Regions from separate parts of the Mus musculus genome. Here regions 2 and 3 are each linked to region 1. A link is a contact called in public HiChIP or PLAC-seq data. All regions are on one chromosome and are shown on one strand. Each heading gives the region's core, a stretch centred on a gene start, on an enhancer-like site or on the middle of the called end of the contact. The rest is flanking DNA. Distances are from core to core; before and after follow the strand shown.

Region 1 (3,344 bases), core at 547-3,046:
TTGTAAAAAGGTAAAACATGCCCCCTTATCCTTCTCATAACAACTCATAGTACATTCTGCTTGTTCAGTTCAGTTCTGTTCTGTTTTGTTTTGTTTTTTTGAGACAGGATTTCTCTTGTGGCCCTGACTGTCCTGGAACTCACTCTGTAGATTAGTCTGGCATTGAAATCAGAGATCTGCCTGCCTCTGCCTCCTGAGTGTTGAGATTGAAGGCGTGCACTATCCGCCACCCCACCCCTTCTTCCCGGCTCTCACAGTACATTCTTAATTTTGAAACTTGTTTGACTCTTAGTCTCCCTGCTCTCCGTGCCATAACTGAATCTTAGTTCCTATCTATGGGGGCCCTTCTACTCAAACCACGACACGATACCAGCTCAGAATATGTAAAACTGCCCCTTAACCTCCGAGTCCTGAGATGATCGACATTTGGGTTGCTCCCAGTCCCTTGATATCAAAACAAGGCCAAGCATATTTGTGGGTTCAGTTCTTGGATGTCAACTTGCTAGGTCTTTGATGCATGCTCCCTGTTTGAACCAAAGAAGTGCTCTGAAGTGCTTCATGCCTTTTGACTCTGAAGAACTCACCCAATGGGTCGGTCCTATGTGCTGTCACTTCTCATCCCCACTGTGCAGCCTGTCCCTTTTGCCCTGTTCCCACTGCCGTGGTCCTTTCCGTCCCTCCCTCCCCGCAACCTGAGGTATTTACTGTTAACTTGGAGCCTACTCTAACCACTTGCTCTGACATTCTCAAAGGAGAACGGACACTGTCCCTCCTTTTCTCCTCCTCCCTGTTTTTTGAAGACAGTTTGTCACTGTAACCCCAGGCTGTCTTCAGTCTCCATTCTGCCTCAGGGTTCCATGTGCTGGGACTGCAAACACACAACACGATGTCTGCCTAGCAGAATGGTTCTTACTGAATGCTGCCAGGCTCATCTCCCCACAGTTTCCTGGGGTCCCTTGCCCAAACTATCTTCTAGCACTCTCCAAGTGGACAATAGCCATTCATTTCTCCCAAACCTTCGGCTTCCCTGAAGGTTGCCTTACTTAGGGCCATCTCACTTGCCCCTCTGCTTGCTCATCCAGAGAGTAAACGCAGTGCTCACCTCTTTCAGACTCCACACAGTGCAAGGACCACACTAGTTTTGGAGTTTTGAATCTGGGTTTTCTTTTTGAGAGATGTCATTCTCACTACCCGGCTACCCTGCCCCTTTCTGAATTTTTGCTTAGTATTTAAAGATGACTGAACCCTGGGCCTTCCTTCTCTTCAAGTGCTGGGGTCAGTCACATGAACACCATGTCTAGCACCACAGACTCTTTCTAAGACTCAGATGTGTGTTACAGCTAGTGTGTGCACGCTAGCTCCTACACAAGAGTTATGGCAGTAAGCGTTTTCATCCGTTGAGGCACACTGAAATGTGTTTATGAGTACTGGGGATAATGAGCACACTTCAGGTACTGAATAGAAGGCATGTCTGTTTATTTCTGTGGTGGTCATTACCTTCTTTCCACAACCATCGGTGTCAGTCTCACATTTGTTGGCTTCATTTGCTTTGTGGGACAGACTGTGGACAAGACTGACCGCCATGCTGCAAGCTAGGTTGTGGCAGGCTCACAACTCAGCCCCAGATCTCCCAGCTCTGTCACAGGGAAGGCGTTGGAGGTGTTCAGTGTAGAGCCAGCAGGAGCACTTTAGACTAGAGCGATCAGTCCCTGGCGGGGGCGGGGCCTGCGGCGGGCCGAGGGCGGAGCTTTGCGAGGGCCACGCCCTGCCCGTCCAAGAACGCGCTCCGCCCGCCCAGTCGGCGCACGGGGAGGGCTCTGCGTTGCCACGGGGGGAGCGCGCTCTCCGGCCAGGCCGCGGCATGCGCGCGCTGCTCGGCTTGCTCCTCGTATTCGGAGGCTGCACCTTCGCATTATACCTGCTCTCCACGCGGCTGCCCTTGGGGCCGAGGCTGGCGGCGGCCGGGGAGCCCGAAGGCCGGTGAGAGGGAGGACACCGGGCGGTGGCCTGGGAGGAGGTCGGAGGGTTGGCAGTGATGCCTCGGGGGCCCTTGCACTTCTCTGCACACGCGGTCGCCTTCCAGCCCCAGCCATCTCGGCTACCGTGGCTCTCCTTCCTCAACCCAATTACCACAGCAGCCAGTCTTCAGAGGTGCAGCCCGGACTTGGAGTGACGAGGCTATGATCCAGTTTGCCCTCTTCCTGCCTGTCTCTGCTTCCCATGACAGCTGGGCGAGGCAGAAGGCTTGTCGGTCGGGTTTCCGACTGCTGCTTATTACTTTGAAAGTGCATAGAGTGTGTCTGGCACGTTGCCGCATTACCAAGAGGCGTTAACTGCATTCGAGTTGTTTTCAGTTACCATTGTCTTTTTGTGGAGCTGAAAAAACTCTCTTGTGGATGTCAGAGGTACTCATGAGAACTAGGAGGGGCTTGCTCATAGTTTATCTCTGCTGGAGCAAAGAACTGTTGAGATGGCAGAGGCAGGGTAGTCTTTGTTCTGTGACCTTTGGACGGGATCCACGGTGTACCAGGCCTAGCGCAGGGTGAAGAGGGAGGCTCTCGGAAAGGGTTGGCCTCCAGCCATGTTATCAAGAAAGCTGTATTTATTATGATGGGAGGTATGTGTCCACGGGGATTCTTTTAAAGTGATGAAATTGTTGTTTTTTGCCTAGTACATCTGGGTAACATGCTGTCTAAATAGTTGTGTGTTTGCTTGGGAGAGGGTCTCCTAGAAAGGACGGCAATTCATGATGATATGCAGTTGCCTGGAGATGAATATACTTGTGTCTTCGGACAAGATAAAAAGAGACCGAGGATGCAAGTCAGTGCTGGAGCCGATGCTCTCAGCATGGTGGAGGCTGTGGGGTTCCATCTTAAAACCCCTAAATAAGTGAAGAGGGTGTGTAGTGGTTATCCAGCACCAGACCCTTTTTAGGCAAGGAAAACAAGACCCGTGGTCACTCCAAGGTCACACAACAGGAACACTGTAGAGTGAGGGTGCCAGCCCAGGGCACTTGTTCCCACTCCAGGGCTCTCCTGTCTGCCTCTGTTGTTTTATCTTGGGTCAGCTGTCATCTTGAGTTCTTTCAATGTCTGGTGGCCAGATGACCTGTTTACAAACTTAACTCTGCAAGGAAGACACACTTCGAACTTTCTCTGGAACCCACGCCTCCACCTGATTTCCCAAACTCTAGGTCGCTGTGGTTCCCCTCCGATCTGGCAGAGCTGCGGGAGCTCTCTGAAGTTCTTCGAGAGTACCGGAAAGAGCACCAGGCCTATGTGTTCCTGCTCTTTTGCAGTGCCTACCTCTACAAGCAGGGCTTTGCCATCCCTGGCTCCAGCTTC
Region 2 (3,344 bases), core at 324-2,823, 41 kb before region 1:
GGCTGGAGAGATGGCTCAGTGGTTAAAGAGCACTTGTTGTTCTTCCAGAGGTGTGAGATTTGGTTCCCATCACCCACATGGCAGCTCATTTTTATTTGTAACTCCAGTTCCAGGGAATCTGACACCCTCTTTGGGCCTCTATGAGTACTAAACCTGCACATGATACCCTCATAAAATGTTTTGCAAATAGGAAAAAAATTAATAAACAGTAAGTTTAGTTTTGAACTAGGCATGGTGTTACACTCCTCTAACTCCAGGACTAGAGGAGGCTGAGGCAGAAGTATCCTGAGTTTGAAGCCAGCCTGGATTGTATAATGCTACCTTGTCTCAAAAATCCAAACCAAGGGAACTAGTGAGATGGCTCAGTGGTTAAAAGCACTTGCTGCCAAGCCTGGTAACCAGAGTTCCACCATAGTGGGAGGAGAGAGCCAACTAATGTGCCTTCTTACCTCCACACAATGATACACATGTCCTGTGTGCCTCATTGGTGTAATTAAAAAATAATCAAACCAAACCAACCAACCAAACGAAGAAACCACAAACCCAAGAGCTCTATTGACAGGAGTACAGTTGATGGATCCAGGGAAGGAGGGAAGAGTGGGCAGGAAGACCTCCCAGCATGCTTTGGGGCTGGGCCCCGAGAGAGGAAGGGTTAGAAAGACTGGGTAGAGCAAACATCAGTCCCAACACAGTTCAGGGACTATTTCAGACAGATTGATGGTGAACCCCTAAGACCAAGTGACTTGTGAGTGGACAGCCTCCATGGGATAGAGGTGTGTCTTACTCACTGTTCTATTGCTGTGAAGACACCCCATGGCAAGGCAAGTCTTATAAAAGAAAGCATTGAAATGGGAGCTTGCTTACAGTTTCAGAGCTTAGTTCATTATCATGGCAAGAAGCATACAGGCAGTGTTGGAGCAATAGCTCAGAGCTTTATATCCTGATCCACAGGCAGCAGGCACAGAAAGGGGGGAAGGAGGGAGAGAAGGAGGGAGAGAGAGAGAGAAAGAGAGAGAGAGATTGGACCTGGCATGCATGAACTTTTGAAACCTTAAAACCCACCTCCAGTGACACATTTCCTCCAACAAGGTCACACTTCCTAAACCTTCCCAAATAGTTCACCAATTGGGGACTAAGCATGCAAATAGCCAGTTGGGACCATTTTCATTCTAATTCCACAGGATATGCTATTTCAGTGTAAATGAATTCCAAAATAATCCAGAAACGACAGGTATAATTTCTTCTGTTTCAGATAAGCTATGATAGATGGGGTTAAAGGGCAGGCAGCCTGCCAGGTGGCATGGTGACGTCCACTGAGCTTTCTACAGATTCCCCACCCCCACCCCCCTGTAGCAAGTTCTCATTATAGCCTTCAGCTCACTAGCTTCCTGTCCTCAAGGACCCAGGGGGAATATGTGGCTTCTAACCCATAGGTCTACAGTTCAGGGCTCCTAAGGTTAACAGACCTAGTAGTTAGGTAAAGAAACATCTGACTTCCCCAGGATGAGCTCATTCAGGGTTAATTCCAGCCACATTCCTCTCTTGCACACATCCGCAGCACGTGAAAAACAACACTACTTTCCAGGCCATCCGTGTAGGTCACACAGACTGGAACAAAAGGTAGCTTTAGCTGGGAGGTGGTGGTACACGCCTTTAATCCCAGCACTTGGGAGGCAGAGGCAGGCAGATTTCTGAGTTCAAGGCCAGCCTGGTCTACAGAGCGAGTTTCAGGACAGCCAGGACTACACAGAAAAACCCTGTGTTGAAAACAAACAAACAAACAAACAAACAAAACAAACAAAAACAAACAACAGCAAAAAAACCCAACAACAACCCTCCTTAGTTTTACAGATGGATAAGACCCAGAGAGCTTGGGACCCCATTCCACACCTCTGGGACTATCAGATGACAAATTAGATCATGAGCTATTGCTCTGGGATGGGTTTTCTAAGCTGACTGACACATTTTCAGGAAGAAGAAGTGAAGGGTGACATGGAAGTGTTGACCTACTACAGGACCATGCCTGACTATACCAGCATCGATGCAGGGCCCAGAACATTGTGTATGACTTTACTATTATTGTGATTCATGCCATGACCAAAAGTACCCAGATGTCTCTAGATAGTTAGGTTCTTAAGTTTCCATTGAGAGAAGTCAGAATAGGTGTGTCCCAAGGTTCCCTGCCTTTGGGGGACCTGTCGGAAGTTAATGTCCTTCCCCTTCTGTTCCATCCCTGTCCCCTTAACTTCTCCCTAGCATTAACATCACCCTAGGGGATGCTCCCCAGCTTGGTGTTGGGGCTGCGCTTCACTTTCTACAGAGCTGTTCTCCCTAAGTGAAGCCAAGTGTGGGATGGTGGCATACAGAGTGGCTTTCAAATATTTCTATTTAAAATAATGCAATTCTTGGGCTGGTGACATGGCTCAGTGGGTAAGAGCACTCGACTGCTCTTCCGAAGGTCCTAAGTTCAAATCCCAGCAACCACATGGTGGCTCACAACCATCCGTAACGAGATCTGACTCCCTCCTCTGGTGTGTCTGAAGACAGCTACAGTGCACTTACATATAATAAATAAATAGATCTTTTTTAAAATATTGCAATTCTTGATCGTTATGTTGTGTCTGGAAACTAGAATTGTCACCCGTATTTGCCATTTTTGCCTTTTCTCTCTCGGTGGCTGGAGTTGGATGCAGGGCCCTGTGCATGTGTGTTCCATCTCTGAGGAGCTCCCTAAAGCCTCTGTAATATTGCAAAGGTCCAAAGGTCCAAAACCAAGGGCCTCAAAACTCTTCATTTAACTCTTGCATCTTAACATACATCCACATATATTTTCCTTTTCTTTAAATTTGATTTTATATTTTTGTTGTATTCCTCAGTGTATGTGTGTTCACCATATGCATGCAGTAGCCAATAGAGGTGAGGAGAGGGTTTCAAATCTCCTGGAGCTAGTCACAGGTGGTTAATATAACACATGTGGGTGCTGGGAACTGAGCCTGTGTCCTCTGTAACAGTCTGTGAGTGCTTTTAACCACGGAGCCATCTCTCTAGCCTCCACATTTTTTTTTTAAATGTGCATGAATGTTGCTGTGTGTATATATGTATGTGTACTGTGTGTGGGTCTCCTGCCTATGGCAGAACCTTTAGAACTGGAGTTCCAGGCAGTTGTGAGCTGCCACTTGGGTGCCCTTAACCACCAAGCCGTCACTCCAGCTCTCACTTCTATCATCTTGCAACTTGAGCTTTTGTTTGTCTCCAACTCTCCTCCATTGCCCTTTGAACCGAAGCCTTGAGCAAGCATCTGCCTCCTTTTGCTCCTTATTCCTGTCTTCCCTTCCCTCCCCCTG
Region 3 (3,344 bases), core at 403-2,902, 39 kb after region 1:
ACATTTCTTCTGTTTATAAATTGCTAAATCTATGGCTTTTTTTTTTTATAGAGACCTAACTGCCTATTACAGTGGAGGCCAGGAGCTAGAGCTTATAAACTCCTGGCCTCCCACGGCACTGAGAACAGTGGAAGTGCTCTAAGACTCTCTGTGGTAAAGGACCCTACAGGTGGGAAACAGTTGAGAGGCGGTAAAGAGTTACACATGAAGGAAGCTATGTGTGTGGGTGTACATGGACCATGGTGTCCATGTGGAGGTCCAAGGTCAACCTCAGCTGTCGATCCTCACCTAGTGCTGAGCAGGGGTCCCTGCTTGCCTCTGCACTGCACACCCCAGGCTGGCTGACTCAGAAGCTTCTGGGAGCCTCCTGTCACTGCCTCCCATCTTGCCCCAGGAGCTCTTGGGTCACAGCTGCCATGGCCTGCTTTGAATGGGATCTGGGAATTCGAATTCAGTTCCTCATACTCCTGTGGCAAGACCTTGTCACTGAACCATTGCTAACTACAGGGTAAGCTTCTGTTGTTCATATGTTAATCTTTTTATTTTTTTCTTTTGTTTTTTTGTTTTTTGTTTTTTGTTTTTTTGAGACAGGGTTTCTCTGTATAGCCCTGGCTGTCCTGGAACTCACTTTGTAGACCAGGCTGGCCTCGAACTCAGAAATCCGCCTGCCTCTGCCTCCCGAGCGCTGGGATTAAAGGAGTGCGCCACCATGCCCGGCTTTTGTTAATCGTTTTTGTTGTTGTTGTTGTTGTTAATCATTTTTTTTTAACTCACACGAAAGTTGTATGTATTTACAAGGTACCAAGTGATATTCTGATATATGTATTTGTTGTACAGTGTTCCAATCAGGGACTGGAGAGATGGTTCAGCAGATAAATGCATGTACTGGATAAATGCTCTTCCAGAGGACCGGAGTTCAGATCCCAGCACCCCATCAGGTGGCTTACAACCACCTGTGCTCCAGGACATGTGATACGCCTGGCCTCTGTGGGCGTCCACACTCATGTGGTCATACACAGACTCAAATATAATTTAAAATAATAAAAGTGGGAAAAAATCAGGGTAACCATGGTAGTCTCCTCCAACAATGATCATTTCTTTATGCTGGAAATATTCCAAATCCGTTCTTCTAAGCTTCTTTAATTCAAAATTAAAAAAGAAGAAGAAAAAAAGAAATCCCAAAGTTTAAGTGTGGTGGCTCGGGCCTACAATCCTCGTATCCAGGAGGCAGAGGAAGGCAGGCTCCAGTGATTTCTAGCAGCATAATCTACATACTAAGACCCAAGCTAGCAAGGACCACACAGAGAGACCTTGCCTCAAATAAGCAAACAAACGACTCCGAGTGAGGGAGGAAGCGAGGTGAGCTATTAAGCTATTATCTTTACCTGTCGTGACGAGAATTGAAGAACTTTCTTCTAATTATAACAGCATCCATTAGTCAGCTTCTCCCCCCTCCCCCGCCCATCCCTCTGCACAACCTCCCAGTCTACAGCAAGCACCATCCTAGTCTCTGCTTCTTTGAGATCAGCCTTTTCAGACTCCCCGGGAAGGCCAAATCTGAGCAACTGAGAAAGCTAGGGGAAAGATGAGGGAGAAGGAAGTGGCGATTCACCAGTGTTCCTGCTCATGTCTGAACCTTAGGGTGAGAAGAGGGGCGGGGTCAGCTGACCTGAGCACTGGGGTGAGAAGAGGGGCGGGGTCAGCTGACCTGAGCACTGGGGTGAGAAGAGGGGCGGGGTCAGCTGACCTGAGCACTGGGGTGAGAAGAGGGGCGGGGTCAGCTGACCTGAGCACTGGGGTGAGAAGAGGGGCGGGGTCAGCTGACCTGAGCACTGGGGTGAGAAGAGGGGCGGGGTCAGCTGACCAGAGCACTGGGGTGAGAAGAGGGGCGGGGTCAGCTGACCTGAGCTCCTCCCTGCGCCGGCGAATCAGTTCTTCATCTAATCGGTGTATACAGGTCCCTTCACTTTTGATTTTCTCAAAATGTTTCTTCACTTCTTCTCTCCATTCAGCCTGAGTGAGGAAAGTTTAATTTTGTGAATGTTGTAGTTTCCTTCCCTGACGGGTCCATAGGACCGTGTGCAAGGCATTTCCTTCTGTGCCTCTGCATGCTTTCCCCAAACTTCCTACAAGAGCTCCGGCAGGGGAGTGCCAGAAGTGCCAAATCAAACCCCAAACATCCCCACCCCACCCTCTGTCCTGACACAGTGCTGTCTCTTTTCCAGTTTCTCCACAGCAGTGGCCATCAGAACAGCACAGGGTACAGTGATCTGGACAAAAGTGATCAGCTGACGGCAAGGGAGTATGGAGGCAGAAAGAAAGTCCTGCTGACGGAGGTTCACAGGTCTGGGAGGTTCTGAGTCATCTTCACGTCCGCTGTCACACTGGCTTTGCTTAGGACAAAAACCCAAGAGAAGCTCAGAAGCCCAGCATCCCAGAGAGACACAGCCCCTGCTTGCACTGTTAGGAGTCCCATGAGAATGTCAAGTACACAACCATGACACATACGGACAGGTCAGACCTACATAGGCCCCTGGGAGGCCCTGTGAGCTCTGCTTAGTTGATTCTGTGGGCCACGTTCTCGTGGTTTCTTCAACCTCCCTGGCTCCTACAATTCCTCCTCCCTTTCTCACTAGGATTCCCTAAGCTCCGTCTAATGTTTGGCTGTGGGTCTCTGCATCTGCCCCTACCCTAACATTTATTTTTGCATTTAATTTTTAGTCAATAAATATATGTAATAAACTGTCTCTTCTGACAATAAATCTTTGAAATAATATTGGGAGCCACTGCAGAGATGGAATTCGAGTCAGAAAAATTCATTTTAGAAACTTAATAACATTAAGTGAGAAAAAGCCATATGTCTACTATGAAAGTTAGTACTAATGGTTCAGTTCTAAGCTGGGCCCGTGGTGCCGGCCTACAAGCCCAGCTATTTAGATAATGAGGCAGGAAGAATCCCATGTTCAAGATCTGTCTGTGCTATAGAGGGAGTTCAAGGCCAGCCTGGGCAACTTAGCAAGACCTTGTATAAAAACAAAACAAAATAAAACAAAACACCAACAATAAAGTCTAAGGTAGAGCTGGTGGGAGAGTGATTGCCCAGCACCTGAGAGGCCCTAGGTTCCACTGCTAGTGCTGCCACGATGATGATGATGATGATGATCTTGTACACACAGAGGGATTAATTACCACTATGCCTTGTGATCATGCCCGTGTCTGGCTAGGGATAGGAAACATTTCCTCGTCTCTGCTCGCTCCTTGCTCATAGTGACAGTGGGCAGAGCACCATCCTTACTGCATTTTCACCCAACAGCCATACTCCTCCCCTTCTCTGGCTCCGTGCC

The links. HiChIP or PLAC-seq counts read pairs in DNA pulled down with a chosen protein or histone mark.
Region 2: a contact with region 1 is called in an H3K27ac HiChIP or PLAC-seq map of embryonic stem cells, with 8 read pairs. The contact joins the enhancer-like site here to the promoter of Tmem41a in region 1. A contact is called at or near these places in 7 of 39 promoter capture datasets (the 3T3-L1 cell line, HPC-7-derived erythroid cells, hematopoietic stem and progenitor cells and 4 more), 9 of 484 Hi-C or Micro-C datasets (the N1E-115 cell line, Th1 cells, cerebral cortex and 6 more), 12 of 115 datasets of contacts at active chromatin or transcription factors (the SCID.adh cell line, double positive thymocytes, embryonic fibroblasts and 7 more) and 3 of 9 other capture datasets (adipose tissue, liver and pancreatic islet).
Region 3: a contact with region 1 is called in an H3K27ac HiChIP or PLAC-seq map of embryonic stem cells, with 33 read pairs. The contact joins the enhancer-like site here to the promoter of Tmem41a in region 1. A contact is called at or near these places in 1 of 39 promoter capture datasets (neural stem cells), 1 of 15 datasets of contacts at CTCF or cohesin (the NIH/3T3 cell line), 2 of 484 Hi-C or Micro-C datasets (embryonic stem cells and nephron progenitors), 7 of 115 datasets of contacts at active chromatin or transcription factors (the HPC-7 cell line, the SCID.adh cell line, embryonic stem cells and 2 more) and 2 of 9 other capture datasets (adipose tissue and pancreatic islet).

What each region holds. Positions count from the first base shown.
Region 1 is chr16:21,946,004-21,949,347 of GRCm38.p6, reverse strand. It overlaps Tmem41a (transmembrane protein 41a), which reads left to right and starts at 1,796. Exons shown (of 5, transcript NM_025693.4): 1 at 1,796-1,980; 2 at 3,194-3,344. The coding sequence starts at 1,862.
Region 2 is chr16:21,986,335-21,989,678 of GRCm38.p6, reverse strand. The region is part of intron 1 of Liph (lipase, member H); the gene reads left to right. Among named protein-coding and RNA genes, the nearest start is that of Liph, 7.5 kb to the left of the region's middle. Within about 2 kb of position 1,573, at least 13 of the 459 cell types and tissues checked have an H3K27ac peak or open chromatin away from gene starts, as enhancers often do. A contact at or near this core is called in embryonic stem cells and trophoblast stem cells, where this site is marked.
Region 3 is chr16:21,907,334-21,910,677 of GRCm38.p6, reverse strand. Map3k13 (mitogen-activated protein kinase kinase kinase 13) reads right to left here. Exons shown (of 13, transcript NM_172821.3): 7 at 1,904-2,013. Among named protein-coding and RNA genes, the nearest start is that of Map3k13, 17 kb to the right of the region's middle. Within about 2 kb of position 1,652, at least 37 of the 459 cell types and tissues checked have an H3K27ac peak or open chromatin away from gene starts, as enhancers often do. A contact at or near this core is called in embryonic stem cells and epiblast stem cells, where this site is marked.